Regions from separate parts of the Mus musculus genome. Here regions 1, 2 and 4 are each linked to region 3. The links are chromatin contacts, called in public Hi-C and HiChIP or PLAC-seq maps. All regions are on one chromosome and are shown on one strand. The core of a region is the stretch at or near the end of the contact, and the rest is flanking DNA. Distances in the headings are between cores, read along the strand shown.

Region 1 (4,974 bases), core at 1,251-3,750, 200 kb before region 3:
AATCCCAACAGCCTACCCATAGGTAAAGGCTGGGGGCCCAAGAGCTCGAGATCAGCCTTGGGTATATACAGTAAGCCTGAGGTCGGCTTGGGCTACACTAGACACTGCACGAATCTTCTTAAAAATGTTTACATGGAGTAAACTTGCAGGTAGAACTATTGATGTTCCTCACAAGTTTTTCAAACTTTTTGAATAGTTCCCCCCCCCTTTTTTTAAAGATTGACTTTATTTTGATATTTTATAGAATCTGTTCTGGCAAGAGCCTAGTCACTATTTTAATGGTTGAGAGTGACATGTTAAATAATTAAGCCCTATCTCTTTATGTAGCTAAGACCGCAGAATAGCATCTGTGACATCCTAAGGAAAGCACCAAGCATTGTAATGCCTCAGAACTGGAGAAGTTGGGGCTTGGCCACAACCCCAAAAGATCCAATTTCTGCTTTCAAATATCCTCCATCCTACTGAAGGTCCCTGAGATTAGTGAGCGGCACAAGCACCATGAACTTGAGAATCGACTCTCTGAGAACGTAGCATGTTCTGCGGTGCCCTGTGATGTCAGGGATGCCCCCTCGGATGCTTTCACTTCAATTCACCTCCTCGCTTGTCAACAAGAAGGTTGTGGTCACTTCTCAGGTACATCCACCTCGTTTTGTGAGATAGAATCTCACCCTAACTGGTCATCAAACCCCAGGGACCCAACTGTCACCGCCTCCCCAGAGCTGGCATTACAAGCATGCACCACCACACACACCTTTTTAAGCGTGGGTCCTTGAACTTGGGTCCTCACGCTGTCAAGGCGGACACTTGACTTCCTGCACTGTCTCCCAGGCTTGGTGCCAGTCCTCATTGAGGAATAAGCCAGACATCCAGCAGTTGTATTTGATCTAAAGCTACCCCATCTTGTCCCTGTCACCTAGGTGTGCACAACACGAGCTTTCTGTACTCTTTATCCTAGAAGACAGAAGCCATCTCTGCACACCAAGGACCATAAGACAATATGGATTTCATGACTCCCTCAAACGTTCGTTAAGGCTGGCCTGTCAGGGTTGGGAGTACACATATAACTTAATATACATCTTTTTAGGTCCATAACAAAAAGTGTTGTATGCTTGCAACCAGAACAGCGCCATATCCTAATTATTATTTATTATTGTCATCAAAGCCACAGCTACTGGTCTTGATAGTGAGAGCTAACATGAAATAGATATTGACAAACTATTCACCGATTTAATCATCTCTCCAGCCACTTGTGTTTGCAAATGAATCTCCTGTCAACATCAAATCCTCATCAGCATTCCACACTCAGTGTGTGAGGATCATGTAAAATTGATGAGCTCAGATTTCTATTAAATGCACTACCTATTTCTGGGGTTACTTATATGGGCTTTCTGGAAGCTTGGAATCCTGGTGTCTTATAAACAAGACAGGCTCTGGCCTTTTACTTTAAAAGGGTCTTTAGAAAGCTTTTAGGACTATGCTGAGATGGAGTGCTCGTTAGAAAGATTGGAAAGAATGGAAAATTCCATGTGTGTGAGATTCCTGGGTAATATGTACAAATTAAGACTGTAAAGAAATTGATGGGAGCAATGTACATTTAATTTCAATATTTTGTGTGAATGTGTGTGTATGCACCATGTGTGTACATTGTCTGGGGAGACCAGAAGAGGGGGCTCAGCTCCCCTGAAATGAAAACGAAGTTCTAGATGGTGGGTGCTGGGAATTGAACTGGAGTTCTCTGGAAGAACTGCTAATGCTTTAAACCATTGAGTCATGTCTCCAGTCCTTTATATTTACTTTTAATTTATGTGTCTGTGTGTGCTGCATGTGTGTGCAGGTGCCCTTGTGGCCAGAAGAGGGCGTCAGATGCCAGTGGAGTTATGGGCAGTTATAAACCGACCAATGCAAGTATTGGGAGGCGACTCACATCCTTTGAAAGAACAACAGTTGCTCTAAAGCTCCGAGTCATCCCTCCAGTCCTAACAGGACATTGTTACTCATGTATTTATTTGCCTAGAAGTTCTATGTTGGCCTTAACCATAACGGGACCTAACTCTTGGCACCAAACACTATGCGAATGTTGAGGTATTATTTCCAAGCCCTGGGAACAGCTGCTGTTTATTGTGTTACAGTCGCCACCTCCTGAAGAATGTGATTCTGTTTCAAAGATATCCAAGCACTGACCAGGCAGCCTCAACCCAGATGAGCTGTGGCAACCAACGTGGCACGCTGTTATCCTGCTGTTATGAGGTGCACTCCATCAAGTGGTTCCAGATCCTTCTCCCCTGTGCCTGCAAGGGGAGGCTCTGTTGACTTTGGGGGGGCTGTAAATCCGAGTGGCACTTTTATGATTGAGGGGTAGACAGTGGTAGAGGATTTGTGTGACGCTCTATGAAAATTAGCAAATGCTGCAAACTCTGAGTCAGGAAGATTCATGGGAGGCAAGCCTGGGTTGCAAAAGGCATGGAGGCTTCCTGGAATCCGTGAGCTTCTGAGGATTACAAGAACGATCCCGAGGAGCTTGCCAAGGCCGCTCCTGTGGGATTAAGTGCACGGCCAGCTCTCAGACTATTCCTTGTATTGCATGGCTTGGGAATGCAGGGGCAGGGAGACCGCTAAATACCCTTGGCACTTTGAACTCTTTCAGCTTAGCACCCCTTGACATCATCAAAAATTTTTTTCTTTCTGTTTAGGGGAAGAAAGAGAGAGAGAGAGAGAGAGAGAGAGAGAGAGAGAGAGAGAGAGAGAGAGAGAGAGAGAGAGAAAGGAAGGCAGACCTAATTTGAGAAGCCCCATCCTCACCACAACCCTCTTTAGAACAAATGAACATTTTTCTCATGAGAAAGGTGGTTGACCTTCAATGAAGGACCTTTTGCTCCTGAAAAAAATTAGGAAATAATGTAATAGCTTATGTGTAGGTTGAGGCACTGATCTTATCCACACATTTTTTTTTTTACTGTTCTCAAAGGCTAGAGAAAATGGGATATCTGAATTTTTTAAGATTTGAAATATATAATTCGACCTAAAATAATCTCACTTTTAAGGACTTGGTCTGAGGAAATAAATAATTATAACTGACAAGAGTGAAAGTCATTTCAGAACTGCTCATAAGATCAAAAATGGTCTACTTTTATGTCAAAATGTTATAGATGACGTAAACAGTGTCATCTATAATGTGTTTCTAGAAGTACTCTGAGCTAGAGAGCTGGCTCTGTAGCTAAGAGCCCTTGCTGCTCTTACTGAGGACCCAGGTTTGGTTCTCAGCACCTATTTTAGGTGGTGCACAGCCACCTGTAACTCCAGTTCCAGCGATCAAACAGCATCTTCTGGTGTTCCTGAGTACTGCAAACATATGTGTGCACATGGGATTTGTTCACACAGACACGGGTGCACACATGTGCATGCACACGTGTAAATAAAAACAATGGAAATAACCACTTCAAAAATGCATAGCAGGCTAATGCCTTTCTCAGAAGATTTTCCATTATGGCGGAGAACTTGGAGAGATGGACAGACAGACTGATTTCTAGCAGAGGTTGTTCATGGTGCCATAGAGTCATCTCTCAGAGAAGATTTGTTCTGATGATGCTGGCTACAGAGGGAGACCTCAGGTTAGCTTCTCACATGAAGACAGTGCAACTTCCAGAGGCAATGTTCATTCTTCCAAGGGACCCAGCAAGTCTCAAGTTTTGATTCTTGCAAAACTTCCCTAAGAGTGTACAGAACTCCCCCCTTCGGAAATTTATAAAGTCATATCCCTGTGGGGCTGCATCACCTTGGTCAAGGAGGACAAGACACTCTTGCCAGCTCTCCATGAGTGGTGAGTCTGTGGCCACATGAGTGCTCTCAGGCAAGGATTTTCTGAAAGAGCTGTAGGGGCTGCTGTAACAATAATAACACAGAATTCACTGTGTGTGAAGTGTTGGGATGCAGGTGGGGGAAGCTCCAAGAAGGGAGTCAGTGAACCAGTGTGAGTGTGGTCAGGCCAGATCACCCCACCACAAACCTTGTAAGTTTGGAGGAACACACAGGGAATGATGGGACTACCCACAAAGGTAGAGCAACCACCCTGGCCCCCACGGCCTAGGATAGAAATACATGGTTTCGGGAGCCCAAGATGCTATCCATAAATATGTTCCTGCTGAGGGCCATGGCAGGGAGGGAGTCTGTTCTACAACTTTCTCCCAAGCTCTGCTTGTTTTATTGGTCATCTTTGGGCTTCTTTGGCTTATACATACAATATCCCTGCCTCTACCTTAGTCTCCCCATGTGTCTGTCTGTCCCCTTCCTCCTTTTATAAGGACATACATCATTCTCAGTTAAGACAACTGTATAGCAGGGTACCTTATCTAGTTTTATGGATAACATTTTTTCTCAAAAGTTATATATTAAGGTTCTGGGGGTCAGGACTTTAATGAAAGCCCTAGAATGTCCTAGAATGTTCTTTTGGTTATTATAGCAGCGCCTACAGCTCATTCAGAAAATCCTTACCTACGCGCATTCATGTGTCCCCATCTCCTCTCATGGAAAGCTGGTTTCCCAGTGCTGGTTAAGAGTGCCTTTTTCTCCTTGACCAAGGAGATGGAGCCTCAAAGGGACATGACTTTATAGGACTATAATGAGGTACTATAACTCCACCCATGAGGGCAGGGCAGGAAAAGTTCAAGGGTGCACACTGAGATCTGGTTAACCTTCCAGCCTGGGTGGTCTTTTTTCATGCCTGCCTCACCATTACAAGAACCTCCCAAAGGTGGCCCTAGATCTTGCTTCTGAAAAGAGGCACTGGGTAGAGAGCCAGAAATCAACCTACCCTCCATTCTATGGCTCAGAGAAGCCGGGCTACCTCTGTGAACACCAGGGAGGGGCTCAGTCAGGAATAAACAAGATGAACCAAGCTCCCCAACTCACTGGCGGTCAAGAGGCTAAGATGCTATTCTGGGGCCTGTCATTCAGAGGAACCTTCAGGACAGTGCTTGG
Region 2 (4,772 bases), core at 123-2,622, 190 kb after region 3:
GGGGTGCTGCCCAGCTGTGAACACTTCTACGTAAAGACAATGGAGGTGGGTAACATCCTGAGGAGCATGGGTGCTGTTTTGTTTCCTTATCTTTGAGCCTCAGTCTTTGCTACAGACAAACTTTAGGGAGGGTGTGGTCAACCAGACCAGTGGGCATCTGGTCAGAAAAAAATATGAATTATGGAAGTTTGGGTTTAACCTGGAGACTACTCCTTTTCTGCTGTTTGGGCAAGACGGAAGAAAGGGGTGTATCACTTCAACCAAGGGATGAAAATTGCCATCCTGGATATGCCTGAGGCAAAAGGAAGAAAGCAGAATCCTCCTGTGGGCTGGGGTAGTGAGGGGAGGAATCTGCCCCCCATGCGCCCCTCCCACCCCCTCCCCCACCCTCTATTCTATCCCCCACCCCATCCCCCTGCCCTCTCACCTCCTGTCTGTGTCAACTGTCATTCAGCTAATAGGGAAGCCAGTTCTCTTCCATATCTCAGCCTGTGCTAGAAAGGTCCTTTTCTTGGCTTCTGAGGGGACTTGGGTGGCTTCTGTTCAAAGAGGGGCTTGGCTAAACAAGACTGTTACCCTTTTACACACTATACATTTTCTGACTTGGGAACCAGAGGCAAGAAGATCAGGACTCCAAATTTGTCCCTAGCTGCAAAGTAAGTGCTTGTCCTGTGTGAGCTGCCTGAGACCCTTCCCAGCACACAACCAGAACACGCTGACGTCATGAGACCCTTCCCAGCACACAACCAGAACATGCTGACGTCATCCACAATATTTTCCCCTGACATATGGGATGTTCTTAAATCAAGGGCTTGACTTGATTACAGAGCTACGTAGATCTAAAAGATTACAACTAAAAACTTAAAAGTCCACATTTTTACGACACTCTTGCTTCAAATCTCTCTTGCAACTTACTCGAAAGGGCCATGTTAACCGACTGTGCATGTGAAAAGCTACCCTCAGAGCAGACATCTTCCTGTGCCTCAGAGCAGACATCTTCATGTGAAAAGTTACCCTCAGAACAGACATCTTCATGGGCATTTAAATTGTTAAAGTGATTAGAGAAATATTAGGAGAAAGTGGGAACCATGGGCCAGCAGTAAAATGTCTGTGTCTGCTTGGCCAATGATCACACTAGAAGTGAGCTTGAATTCAGTTTGAGGTCATTTGTGGTTATGTGTGGGCAAACATCTGTTGCTTGGCTGTGGCTATTTTTCTTTAAAGCCTACCACCCTGAAAGAAAAAGAAAAAGAGTGCAAAATTCTTCAAGTGTTATTTTTGGTCTTGACCATTTTTAATCACTTTGAACCCACTTCTGAGGATGGCTTTCACTCTGCCTGTGACTGTAAGCTGAACACTAGATAATATCTGCTCTCAGAAATGCCTCTCTCCCTGACTCACTCCCTTCCCCTCCAAGAAGCTAAGCTCCAGAGAATTCCTGCTGTGTGCTCTCAGGGGAAGGTAGTAAATAAAATTCTGCTTTGTGTTTTACAAGGGAGATTCAGAGGGCAGCACGGTTCTAGGCAAACCTGAAACAATCTTTATTTTATTTTATTTTATTTTATTTTATTTTATTTTATTTTATTTTATTTTATTTTTAAAGCTTAATTCTGACTTAACCATTGCTTGATAGAGAGACGGACGGGTTGAGTTTTAGAAGAACTGACCTCAGAAATGTTCACTAGCTTTGGGGCAGGATGTGTGATCCACCGAAGTGCGACCATTTCCTGAACCTTAAGTATACGTTCCTGATCCGATATGAAAGTATGTAACCGGGTCTGTACAGACTTCAGTGATTTTATGGCATTTTAAGTGGAAACGCATAGGAATTAGACGTGAGAATTCTCACTACCACCATGGCTGACTTCTTCAGCTACGGTTTTTTGTTTCATAGACATGAAGTTAAAGTCTGTGGAGTATGGCAAGTCTCTAGTCCCACAAGCAAACATGATAGATATGGCTTTCGAGGCTACTTCAGATGGGAGAGATGGCCCAGTGATTAGTGCTGTTGGCTGCTCCTGCCAGGGACTGAACGCACTCATCCCAGCACCCATGTCCGGCAGCTCACCACCACCTGTGACTCCAGTTCCAGGGGACCTGGTAACCTCTTCTAACATCTGGAGGTGCTGCATTCCAGATGTGTGTGCATGCCCCCACACAGACGTACCCACATACACATAAAATAAGAATTAAATTAAAATCCTCCTGTCATGATACTTCCCTCTCCTTCTCCCTCCCCCTCCCTATCCCCCTTCCTCCTTCCTTTTCCCCTTCCCCCTTCCCCTCCTCCTTCCTTTTCCCCTTCCCCCTTCCCCACCCCCTTCCATACCCTTCCCCTTCCTTTTTCCCTTTCCCTCCCCTTTTCCGTCTCCTTCCTCCTACCCCTTTCCCTCCCCCCCCCACCCTCTCCCCTCCCCTCTCTCCTCCGTCCCCTCCCCCTCCCGCTCCTATCTTGCTGTCCCCCTAACTCTCCTACAACCAGGCTTTCACCACACATTACCAAACTACTGTACTGAGTTGCAGAGGGATGGATGGCGGCTGGTTTGGCTAACAAAGAGGCAGTTTGAAAAACCCCTTTATGCTGTATTTCCAGATAAACACACTGTAGGAATTCCTACTTGAGAGAGAGCACCAGCAATTTAAAACCTGTGGCCTATGAGGAACAGAACATCCAGTCCTAGCCGGTGTTTATCAGTGCAGCCCATGGGCACTGGAGAGACAGCTCTGTGGTCAGAGCACTGGCTGCTCTCGCAGAGGAGCCAGGTTTGGTTTCTAGTACACTCATGGCAGCTCTCAACCATTCATAATTCCAGTCCTGGGGGATTCAGCGCCCTCCTCTGGCTTCTGTGAGCACTGCGTGCATATGGTGCACAGGCATACATGTAGGCAAAACACTCATACATATAAGCTATTGTATAAGCTATTTAAAATAATAATAATAATAACAATTAGTCCACAAATCTCATAGAGAACGAGCTTAATCCTTTCTGTGATGTTGCTTCAGACTGTGAAGGAGCCAAAGTTGTCTCACAGGCTGAGCCATCACAGCTGGTGGGTGTGAAGAGGCAGTGTAGAATGCAGGAGATTAGCTCAGGGCTCACCTGGGCTGCAAGATGCAGGAGCATGCTGAGCATAGGAGCCAGCCTCCTGCAGCAGTCGCTGGAGCCCTGCACATGGGTTCTGCCACTCAACCATGTGATGCTGTGAAAACGACTCGAAGTTCACCACTCAGGAGGCAAGAGCAGAACGACCTCCAGGAGCCACGGGGGCACGAGGGCGGGGCTAGCCAGGGCTACAGTGTAGGAGTGTCTCAAACAATAAACTGTATGCTCAGAGGGAAAAAACCTAAGTCAGGGAAGAGACCTGCCTCACCTACAGCAGGGAAGAAACAGCCCCCTGGGGCTGCAGGAGAAAAGTGTCAAAGCTGGTCAGCTTTGATTGCTTGTTGAATAGCCACTCCAGTCTTGCTCCAACTAATACAGTTGTCACTGGTCCCAAGCAGCTACTGAACACCAACAGCCAGACAAACCAGAACAAGACATACTGTAGGCACAGAACACGCATAGACTTTTGAAAATACGATTTTAAAAAAGAGATAGAAAATATCTAATTTTGTATTGACAATGGGTTTGGATCATGGTTAAATAAACCATTATGGAAGTTACTTTTGGGCTGGCAAGATGGCTCGGCAAATAAAGGTGCTTGCTGCCAAAGCCTGATGACTTGAATGTGAGCCCAGGCCCCATGCAGTGGAAGGGAAGAAGCAGAAGCAAGTCCCAGGAGTTGTTCTCTGACCTCCTCCACACAAGCTGCAAGCAGCATGCATGCCCACACAGAACATAAATGAATGAATCCTAATTAACTAATGGATTACTTCATGGATGCCATCTGCTTGCTTGCAAAAGTAGAAAACACTGGGTATTGGGAAAGTCTAGATCGCATGTGCTGCGTTGTTTCTGCAGAAGGAGAGGTGCTTCCCAGTTGTTTTATATATGGCTAGTATGATGCACATGATTGCACATGCCTGCCAGGCTCTGTGCCCCAGGTGATTGGCTGTGTCCTGGCCACATCTTCTGGAAGTCCAAATGGGGAGGGAAAAGGCTGTTTACGTGTATATTCTAGTTTCCCTCTGGAGCATGTATCCAGTGACTGTGAGGCCACATGTGAGACCCTAAAGAATGTCTAAAGGAATGAGGAGAGAGGAGAGGGGAAATGGAGGGAGGGAGGGAGGGAGGGAGGGAGGGAGGGAGGGAGGGAAGAAGGGAGGGAGGGAGGGAGGAGAAAGGGAAGTGGAGAATCTGACCCTGTTGGAGATAAGAGTCTCACTGTGCAGTCCTAGATAAACCTAGGACATGTAGACCAGGTTGGCCTCGGCTTCTGCCTTCTCAGTGCTGAGATTAAAGGTGTACACCACCACACCCAGCAAGAGAAAGCCATATAAGGATACTAGTCCCACCTCCATTCTCTGGTCTTTATCTAGTCTCCTTCCAAAGGCCCCATGAGCTTTACCATCCCACGGAGGATTAGGTCTCTGACAGAGGGCTTTCCAAACAGACACCAAATATTCAGCCCATTGATGACAGTTTAAAGAGCCCTGTCTGTGATGACTTGCTATGGATTCATATTTTATAATGTTATCTATGAAAAGCCCTTCTGTCATCTGTCTAAAAGGTTATGCTGGACACAGTTTTGGTTGGAGACCCAAGAGCTTCCAGGGACCTTGTCAACTATAGGTGTGCATCTTGGACCAGCAGCCACCATGACATCATTGG
Region 3 (4,870 bases), core at 1,016-3,515:
GTGTGTGTGTGTGTGTGTGTATACTATGTACATGCATATCCTACAGTTTACATGTAGAGATCAGAGGACAACCTTTAATGTTGGCCCCTGCCTTCTTCTTTCTTTGAAACAGGGTTTCTTATCACTTATGTCAGGCTAGCTGGCCATGATCTCCCAGGGACTTGCCTACCACTTCATCTTAGGAATGCTGGGATAGCAGACATGCATTTTCCACCCAGCTTTGTGTGAGTTCTGGGAATCTGAACTCAGGACCTGACGCTTGCAGGTCAAATACCTTATCCAGAGCCATGACCCTAACCATAGACAGCAACGTTTAAAATCAACCATTCTAACACAATCAGATCCAAAGTCAGACTAACATGATACATGCTAACTATGATGGGGAAAAATATATACAAGGTTTTCTCTAACTAAACCATTTTTTTCTATATGAGCAGAAAGTTGCAGTAAAAAAACAAAACAAGCAAAGAAAAAAAAAAAAAACAAACCCTGTGATTCATAGCATACAGTGGTCTGGAACCTGACCAGAAGAGTTTCAGCCAGGGTTTCTTAGTTTGGCATGGTGTGGTATCATGCACAGTGTAGAGTGCATGTCATGTGTTCGGAACCAAGGCTACAGTGAAATCCCAAGATGCAGTGCACAGGCACGGCCAGAATCACCCTGACTCACTGGGAGTTTGATTCTGAAATAATTCGCAGTGCGAGAGTCCTCGGAAACATTTAGTCCTGCCAGATTTTTCTCTATCTCCCCATTCAGTTATGTGATCCCCAGACGGAGTTGCCACCATCCATATCTGACCATTGCAAAAGGTGCCTGTGACAGGGGCATTAAGCCTGGTCATTGGGTGTTTGGGCGTCAGGGGCAGAGATTGGGGGACTTAAAATTTTCCATTGGCTTGCTGACTTATAAACAGATAAGGACCCTTCCTTGTACTGAGAACCTGTTTGAGGGGAACCTGTGACTTTCATTACCTCTGTGGCTTGAAGGAGCAGGCATGGCTTGCTGCCAGTGCACAAATCAAGGTCCCAGATGCCCAGGCACCAGTACAAACTCCTACAGCTAAACCTTTAACCAAGGGTTAGGGTCCCTACATCCTGTTCTTTTCTGCAGACTCAGTTCTTGTAGCATGAGCTTGGGTCTGCTTCTCTCTCTTTGTCAGGTTTCTTGCTCCATACACGAATACGTTGTTCTAAGTGCAGAGTGCTGTATGCTGGTATTTTCAGGTAGACAATGGGTCAAAATATTTATCATATTTATCATGTCATTTCGTACAGCCCAGCCAGTACACAGGAATGTTGGTCATAAAACCAGCACAGGGTCCCCAGATAGAACACCAGATCAGACTCTGAATTTCAGATAAATATACGTAAAATTTACTATAGCTAATACATGGGGTACCTTGATACTAAAAGCAGTTGCTGTGCAGAGTTGGACACCCAGGCTTTCAGTCTGTCTTTCAATGTGTAAGAACTGCCAACCTGGGGCAGCCCACCCAGCCTTCTCACCCTCAGAGTAACTTCTCAGCAACTGCCAATGTTGAATAGGACAGTGTTGCCTACCACCAGTGTTTCTAAATGTCTGTTTTATTTTCAAAGCCTGGGAGGTTGTGTTTGGACCAAGAATTTCACACCCAGCCTCAGAGAGTCAATGAACACACATGGTGCACAGACATACATGTAGGCAGAACAGCCACACCATAGGAATAAATAACTTACAAGCAAGCCCATGGGAAAGCACACAGCATCACAGAATGATGCAGGAAGGGCAGCGCCGAGAACTAGAATTACAGGTGGTTTGAGCCATCATGAAGTGTTAGGATTTGAACCCAAGTCCTCTGCTGGAACACCAAGCTCTCTGAGCCTCTGTACATCTCCCTAGCCCCTGTGGCTTTACCTTCCCTGACCATTGAGTAAACAGCTAACACTACCCTGTAGAAGAACAAGACAATGGAAGCTAACCTGCCCCAAGGTCATGTGGCAAGGGTGTGTCAGCTCTCTCTCTTGAACCTCTGTTTATGAAGGAGTATGAGATTTCTAATATCTATGCAAACATTGATAGTGGTATGAGCCTGGCCGGGACAGAACCAAACGAGATCCCATCTGGTTTCAACAGCTCAAAGCACTGGGGTTTGAAGAGGCTATTACGGTAACTCAGATTTGCAGCCCTGTGAAGTGGCCGCCCACACAGGAAATAACTTGGAACAGGTGGCCCAAGGAGCTTGCTGGTCTTGTCTGGCTTCATGGGGAAAGCTTGTGGGTTCCTGAGTCATTGAATAATTATGAGCCTGAACAAAAGGTTCTCAGATAAGCGGAAGTCAGGACAGGGAAAGGCAAGGTGGGAAGAGGGTTGTCTCGGCGTGCTCACTGGGCAAGCCCACTTGATGGATGAGGCCTCTTGGGAAACAATACCCCCTTGGTTTGTGATCCTGAGTCCCCCAGCACCCCGTGGCATGATGAGCAGACACAGGTGGCAAGAGTCGCTTAGGATTTAATGAACTCCCCAGAGTTGGAAAAGAAAGCCAGGTTAGGCTCAGTTCCCGCAGAGACCATGTAAGAATTCTCCTCTGTGAGCCTGCCCTGTGCTGGCTTGTGCTGCACTTGAACATTCGTTATGTCTCTGATCTATTCCCAAGCCAGGATGTGGTGACAGCTTTGCTCCAGTGTCTCTAATGATGACACTGAAGTCTTGTCTATCGGTCAGGAGGAATGATGGTGCTACACATTGACTTGTGTCCTTCCAAAGAAAACAGACACTGGTGTCTTAACACCGAGTGTTGCAGAATGCATCCCGGGTCACTGCAGGTGTTGTTAGTTCAGATGATGTCAGAGTGGCACGGATGAGCCGATCTTCAATACCATGGAAGGCTTCCTTATATAAAAGGCTGTCAGGCAGGGATGGGGTTCTGTGTATTTTTTTAAAAATTGCCTGTACAAGACTCTGGCTTCAAGACAGAGTACCATCGGGGAAAATATAAAGACAAAGAGATCCAGTAAAGAAATGTCATGTGAGCAGAGAGAGGCACAGGAGGAAGTTCCGGGCAGTCGTGATCCAGAGAAAGAGCAATGCAGCCATATTTCTCATAATGTAAAGATGGTGGGCAGCCACCAGAAGCCAAGAGCGAAACAGGATTCCCTGCACACTTGGCAGAGGCAACATAGGCCTCTCCGAAGCAATGGCCACAGACTGACTGTACTTGTGGAGGGCTGCCATGGGAGTCTTCGGAGGACTTCATTTTTCATGGTAGACCTCTTTAAAGACTGTTCTATAGAACTGTGCATGCAAGCCACTATTCTATTTTTTTTAAATCATTTTTTGTTTAATTTAAAGACAAGATCTCACTGAGTTGTTTAACCTGGCCTTGAACTCCTGATGGTCCTGCCTCAGCCTCTCTTGTAAACAGAATTAATTACAGGCTTTTGCTACAAGTCATCCCTCAATAGAACCCTTTCAGATGCCCTCTCAAGGATGGGAGTGTAGCTCAGTGGTGGGGTGCTTATTAACAGTACAAGTGGCAAATACAAGCAAACTCTGGCTTCAACACACACACACACACACTCACATACACACACACACACACTCACAAACGTGCACATACACAAACATACAAACTCACATACACACACATACACACACACACCCATCACCCAAATCTAAAATTAATTTCTAATTTAAATGTAAGCAAGCACAAAAAAAAAAACCCACCAGAGGACAGACAATATGTGTCTAAAAGAGAGAGTACTGTAGAGCGAGCACTGGCCCAGCATTCCTGGGGCCCTGCATTCAGTCCCCATTACTGCATATGTCTGAGTGGCCAGTACCTGTGCTTTGGAGATGGAAGCAGGAAGCCCACAAGTTAAAGGCTACTAGTGAGTTTGAACCCTAGGCTCGCTTGGACTACATGAAACTCTCAAAATGAACAAAGGACATACAAGTAATGTAAACCATGCTTTTGCAGGTCAGAATGTGAGATTTGGGGAGACTGCATAGGAAACACCCCATCACAACCCACAGAGTTAGAGGGACAATGTCTACAAGGGCTCCTAATTTATCACACCAATTCTGATATTGAATGCCCTCAGCTCTGATTGTACCTCAGGAGGACCCTAGAACTCACTTAATGGAATCCCACCCATGGCTAAGGTCTGTTCTGGGTAATGACACCAAATAAATTCATCCAGGGGCATCGGAGTCTTAGTTGCAGACTTAAAAAAAAAACCATAAATAAAGTCAGAGACCCATATGGCCATCCCTTCAGCAGGTTCAGCCTATGACCCACAGGCCCGACCCACAGGCCTCACCCCCAAGCCTAATGAAGTCTCTCAGACCTCCTGGAAGCAGAGTGTCTATCTGCTGGCTCACAGCCTCCAGGCAGACAAAGCTGCTCCTAGCAGGCCTGATATTCCAAAGACATCATTTCCCAGAAGCCTAGGACAGAGATCTCCCGGGTCAGTTTAAATACATTACACCCTAAGTTAGACACACAGTTTACTTCTCTGTCCTGTGTGGCTTCTCCCAGGAGATACTTCCACAGTCCCGTCTTCTAAGGAGACCTAGGGAGGGGAAGAGACACCTCCAGCTGCTTCCACGGGACCATTGTATGAATGGAACATGCCCTGCTCTGAGCATCCTTGCAGATAGGAAAAGTCTTTATGTATCTTGGTCTTTCTGTTCACTCTGTGGCTGCTTTTTCGAAAGACAAGAGAAAGCTGACCTGAGAGGAGTAATGAATGACCATCTCTTTCCTTGGCCAACAAGGATGGACATGGGGACATGAGCAGCCTAGTCGTCCGACTCCCAAGAGAATAACCGCTATGATTCTTTAACACCAGTGTACCAGAAAGAACCAAAGATCATCAAGGGTCTTTTCTA
Region 4 (5,030 bases), core at 848-3,347, 220 kb after region 3:
AAGCATTAAGTTTAACATCAGCGCAATTGCCAGACAAATGACACAGCCAGGTGCCTGTGACAGCACTGATGTCTGCATTTGTCCCTTGGTTGACGTCTAGGTGGTGGCACTGGGGGACGTCCCGGATGGCACTCTGGTCACCGTCATGGCAGGCAACGATGAAAACTACTCGGCAGAACTGAGAAATGCTACCGCGGCCATGAAGAACCAGGTAGCGAGATTCAACGACCTCAGGTTTGTCGGGCGGAGCGGTAGAGGTGCGTATCTGTCACGGATGGGTGTGAAATTCGAACCCGGGTTTTCCAAATAGTAGCCGTTTCTTATTATTGATGCAGCATAATGATATTTATTTAAGGTAATGTTTATTTGATACCTAACAACTGGATATTATCACGTTTTGATGACTAAATTGGCTTACAACTGACTTGGAACGCACAGCGTGTGATGGACTTGGAACGCACAGTGTGTGATGCGTGAATTGTGAAGTTCAATAAAACATTCCACCGTTTTCCTAAACTGAGATAAGTGAGCGAACCACCCCAGAATGAGGACTGAGATTGTATAATGGGTGGTCACTATGGGATAATCAAAGCCATGAGCCTTTATCATATGGTACTTACGCTCCCTCGAACATGCGACAGGGTTTCAGTTGGTCACATCAATAATTTTGGGGGAACCCTTATTGATATAGTTTTAAGTAAGCTTATATTCCTAGGATTAAAAAAAATGGACTCTTACTGGTACATCTGAGAGCAGTGTGACCTTCACTATGCATTCTTTGTGTATGGTTTGGTGGGAGAAGCCAGGCTCACTTAACATTTAGATACTGCTCATGTGAGAGACCAAATTATTTCCTTAGCCCAGCTGGACATGCAGTTATTATGCCTCACCTTTAACCAGTTATTAAACTATTGGAGTAGAAAGAGGACCTGCTCTCACTGTAGGCTTGTCTGCTTTCCAGTTATCTTCCGAGGTATGTGTTCTCTCTTCATTTCAAGGAGCTACGGCACATTTTACAAACATCAGCAGGCCGTGTGAGAGTCTAGGAGCAAGGTCTTCGCTTAAACCCTCACCTTTGTAATGTAGAATTGAACGATCTTAGCCGTAAATGATATCTCTAGCTTAATCAAAGCGGAATGACATATATCTAAGTCATACGATCAGTTCTCAGAGAGGGGAAGACACAGGGAGGGGCTAGTCGTGTCCATCGCTCAGTGGTAGAGCCTTCCGTGTGAAAGGCCTTTAGTTTGATCCCCAGCACCAAGCAAGCAAAACAAAGCAGGTAGACTGGCAACAGACAAGAAATGTCAAGCAAAGGGATTGTTACTACTGATTCTGAAGGCGTTCAGAACAGTGGAAATTCCGTGTTCATAGTGGGAAAGAGGAGAGAGTTGAGAGTGTGAGCCTGGACTTCTGTGTTTGCTCCCCTACCCCTGCCCCCAGATGCCCAGGGCATTTTCAGAATGATGTCACAGCTGGAGAAAAAAATGTAGAGAACATATAATGTTATTGAAAATATGTGTTCGCGCTACTGTGCTAATAATAGGGTGATTGAAAGAAGAGTCTACCCACTTATCGAAGGCCTGGGAGAGCCTGCGCCCTTAAGTGGATCCACTTGGAATATTGAAAGTCTGCCTTTCAGCAAATGGAATTCGCATTACGGTTCAGAGGCATGTGTTTAGAAAATATCAGGGAGGTTTCAGATGAGTCGCTGGCCGAGCGGGTGGGAAGCCAAGAAGAAAGGAAGACCCCAACAGCCAGGCCCACGCCCACCTGCCTAGCAATAAGCTTAGTTCGTAGGATCTAGCTGGGTTGCCAGAGAACATGTCCCCATACTCCTAGGCGTCTAAGTGGGTCTTTTTGTCATGTTTGGCTATGGAAGTTTCGAAGACTATTTAATGGACTATTCCAGTGACATTTTCCCGTAGGGAGTTGCATGGTGGCTTTGTGACGACCGTGGCAGCCAGTTGATGATGATCAAGAGTGGGGTTCTGAAAGCAGCGTGCCTGCCTACCTTGGTGGTGCTATGTGCTGGTCGCCTATCCCTCTTTGGCCATTTCTGTTTTGAGTGGGTGACTAAGAGGTGCTGGTGTTTACCTGAGGAACAATGGACTGTTTCCCCAAGGCGTGGAGTGTTTGCACTCTGCTGTCTGATTCGTGCCAGTGTGCACTTGAGTTTGCATAACCGCCCCCCCCCCCCAGGAAAACAGCAGCACCCAAGGCGAGGCTGGTTTCCCATACCCTGGAATGAAAAAAATTAATCAGATGCAAAAAATTGGATTATATTTGACTTGAGCAGGCTCTCCTCTTCATGAGGGGTAACGAGTAATTAAAACTCAGGAGGACTAATTGACCACTTGACCCAGTTATGGTTTCTATATATAATGTTGGTCTTGAGTTTTTATGGTTTAAATTTTTCATGTCAATACCAAGACAAGTGAGCTGTCGGTGTAATAAACATGGTTTTATCTCATAATTTCACTTTGTAGTCACAAAATATGATTTTATTTTGATTTTTCATGCCATCAAAGCCTGCTGGATATTCCCCAGCCCAGCCCACCCCACCCTCTCTCACTCTCTTTCTCTCCTTCTCTCTTGCGATTTGCTTCCCATTAGAAACTGAAGAAATGACTCTCACTAATTCTCACAATTAGCCCTAATCTCCCTGGTTGAACCTTATCCTTTAAAAGTTGCATTATGCTTTATGGAACGATCTTAAGACCCGACTATTTCATTTTTCATTTTTTTAAATGTGCCTAAAAATATGCCCTCAGAGGCCACACACTGGCCCAGAAGGTCCTGGCCTTCCAACACATCCACATTCCGTAAGGTCAGTTTGGGATTCTGTCAGTGATGGCTTCTCGGAGGGGCCTGGGTACTCCGTGTGGGATAAAGGGTAGAGATGACATGAATGGACACCCTCCTTTCTTGTTACCAGATGCCAGATTTTGAGGATTGTGACCCTCACAGAAACTGCCAGTTAACCAAGGAAGGATTTTTCTCTGTTCCAAGAAATGGATCTGTCTGGGAGCTGGCTGATGCTCAGCTCTAACCTCAGGTTCAGCCTGTGACTGGGAAAACCTGCCTGTCTGGCTTCTAAGCCCTGGCTGCCTGCTGGCCCCTGTGAAAACCTGGTGAAGGCAGAGGAAGCTCCTGCCTGCTTCCTCCATGACCATGGCTTCCGCCTGCTCTCCTTTAGATCAGCTCGGGTGTATCTCCTCATAGGAATGTTTCTCCCTTTGATTCCCAATCTGCATGTTGATTATCTGTGGGGCTCTACAAAGGAAGGAGAGATAGCTGCTCCCGGTTGGGAGTTTAGGGTGGGGTGAAAATCAGACGGGATCTTGGGAGACCCTCTCTGAAGTCCAGAGATTAGGAGGGCGCTCAGGAGGCTGCCCAGAACAATGCATGCTTTAGTCACAGGGCCTGAGATTATCAGTCATCTCCGAGTTCAGGGTCAAAAAGAGATCTCTTTCATGAGGGAGGTCAATTAGCTGAGCCTTTTTCTCGGTCTGTAACTTGCTCCCATGAGCTGGGGTGTGAGGTGACAAACATTTAAGAAACCTTGGCAGTGACATCTGCAAACACCCATTTCCTGCTGGGGTGTTTCACCAGCTGCCGAAGACTTGATCCATCAGTGAACTTAGCTTTAACGATGCCTGTCACAGGGAAACAGATCACGCAACTACCAAACATGACAACAGCCGTGTGGCAAATGTGAGGAGGGAGACCAGAGCCAATGCTCACTTGTTCCAAGTTGGTGATTCTTTAAATCTCTGGAAGCTGTCATAGATAATTCTGAAAATCCCCCCAAAGATTTCCTAAGGTCCAAAAAAAAAAAAAAAATGCACACGGGCCCAGATTTCTATAGTGCAGCTTAGTTTCGGGATTGTTTATGGATCTTCCTGGGACGTGCAGATACTAAAACGTGCGAATCTGGAACGTGTCTTGGACTGCTGAGGGTCAGTTCAATGCCAAGTCTTAAACACAGCCCATACTCAGAAGATAAATATACATGAGGACCCACAAGGTTGACATTTTCCTGTGCTTCTCTGTTGTGTGGATGGCGGTGATATCTGTAGACTCAGGACCTGGTTGGTAGAGGGTAGGAAGGTATAGCAATTTAAAAGGCCAGGGCAGGCATCCGGTGGACCACTAGGCATATGGCTGGATGTAATCGTCTGTGTGGGAGCGAAGCCACCATTGGCAGAGCAGTCTCTTCCCTAGTGACTGTCAGTCCTGGCTGCAGTGACATGCACGCACATCCCCAGAAGACCAGTAGTCTGCTGCTTGCCAGGAACAGGTCTCCTTTCTTAGTGGAATCTGCTGTTTACGCTGACATCCTGGCAGCTCAGAACTTGCCCAGTTTGTGCTTTTCTGAAGTGAAATTCCTTCCTGGACTCTCACTGTTGATGTCCCCACCCCCACCCCACTCCCCCATCTTCCTCCCCCCCCTCCCCGCCCCCAGACATAATATTTATCCCGTCACAGTCTGGGCTCCTTCATATTTGTGTAGTGTCGGTTTCTTTAAGCATTTCCATTCCGCTTTTACGTGATTTGGGGTACAGTGTGGGATGTTGTCTCTCTCGGCTGAGCGGAAGGCTGTGGTGGAGACGCGTTGCGGGAAGGATAAACTGTTCTGGCGCTCCAAAAAGGGAGGGCCGCCTTGGTGTGCGGCTTTTCCGGGAGAGTTGGTCTTAGTGACTCATGATGTTATCACAGGATTCATATCATTCTCTATTTGATCACAAATTCATAGAGGAAGAAGAAATCCAACTGCCACCCCTAGGGATGTTTCTCGGAGAGCAGTCCATGTAAGCACTAGAAACTGATTGTTGGGTCTCCTAGGGAGAACAAGAAGAAGGAAAAGGTGTGCGCTATGTTAAAATCCAATGTCCACTTTTCTTCCATTTTCTTTCTGTTTTTTTTGGTTCACGGTTTGTAATAGCGCATGTAGTAAAGTCTGTTTTCTTCGGATTTAACTACAAACAAACAAAAATAAAATGGTACAAAACAAAAATAAAAACTAA

What was found. A called contact is a pair of places that touch in the nucleus more often than the background predicts. HiChIP or PLAC-seq counts read pairs in DNA pulled down with a chosen protein or histone mark.
Region 1: a contact with region 3 is called in a Hi-C map of the C2C12 cell line, with 10 times the contacts expected there. The contact joins two enhancer-like sites. A contact is called at or near these places in 6 of 484 Hi-C or Micro-C datasets (the C2C12 cell line, embryonic fibroblasts, myocytes and 1 more) and 1 of 115 datasets of contacts at active chromatin or transcription factors (fibro-adipogenic progenitors).
Region 2: a contact with region 3 is called in a Hi-C map of the C2C12 cell line, with 2.3 times the contacts expected there. The contact joins two enhancer-like sites. A contact is called at or near these places in 1 of 15 datasets of contacts at CTCF or cohesin (the NIH/3T3 cell line) and 7 of 484 Hi-C or Micro-C datasets (the C2C12 cell line, cerebellum, embryonic fibroblasts and 3 more).
Region 4: a FOXA1 HiChIP or PLAC-seq map of pancreatic cancer cells shows a contact between it and region 3. The contact joins two enhancer-like sites. A contact is called at or near these places in 2 of 15 datasets of contacts at CTCF or cohesin (both in the NIH/3T3 cell line), 8 of 484 Hi-C or Micro-C datasets (the C2C12 cell line, muscle stem cells, myocytes and 3 more), 16 of 115 datasets of contacts at active chromatin or transcription factors (the 230-238 cell line, the NIH/3T3 cell line, the SCID.adh cell line and 11 more) and 2 of 9 other capture datasets (embryonic stem cells and liver).

Annotation. Positions count from the first base shown.
Region 1 is chr16:93,104,522-93,109,495 of GRCm38.p6, reverse strand. No RefSeq gene overlaps it. Among named protein-coding and RNA genes, the nearest start is that of Gm30474, 25 kb to the left of the region's middle. Within about 2 kb of position 2,500, at least 38 of the 459 cell types and tissues checked have an H3K27ac peak or open chromatin away from gene starts, as enhancers often do. A contact at or near this core is called in the C2C12 cell line and myocytes, where this site is marked.
Region 2 is chr16:92,706,906-92,711,677 of GRCm38.p6, reverse strand. All of the region lies in intron 2 of Runx1 (runt related transcription factor 1), which reads left to right. Among named protein-coding and RNA genes, the nearest start is that of Gm30281, 53 kb to the left of the region's middle. Within about 2 kb of position 1,372, at least 26 of the 459 cell types and tissues checked have an H3K27ac peak or open chromatin away from gene starts, as enhancers often do. A contact at or near this core is called in the C2C12 cell line and muscle stem cells, where this site is marked.
Region 3 is chr16:92,901,531-92,906,400 of GRCm38.p6, reverse strand. No RefSeq gene overlaps it. Among named protein-coding and RNA genes, the nearest start is that of Gm41499, 53 kb to the left of the region's middle. Within about 2 kb of position 2,265, at least 64 of the 459 cell types and tissues checked have an H3K27ac peak or open chromatin away from gene starts, as enhancers often do. A contact at or near this core is called in the C2C12 cell line, muscle stem cells, myocytes and 1 more, where this site is marked.
Region 4 is chr16:92,684,203-92,689,232 of GRCm38.p6, reverse strand. Runx1 (runt related transcription factor 1) reads left to right here. Exons shown (of 8, transcript NM_001111021.2): 4 at 101-257. Among named protein-coding and RNA genes, the nearest start is that of Gm30281, 75 kb to the left of the region's middle. Within about 2 kb of position 2,097, at least 28 of the 459 cell types and tissues checked have an H3K27ac peak or open chromatin away from gene starts, as enhancers often do. A contact at or near this core is called in pancreatic cancer cells, where this site is marked.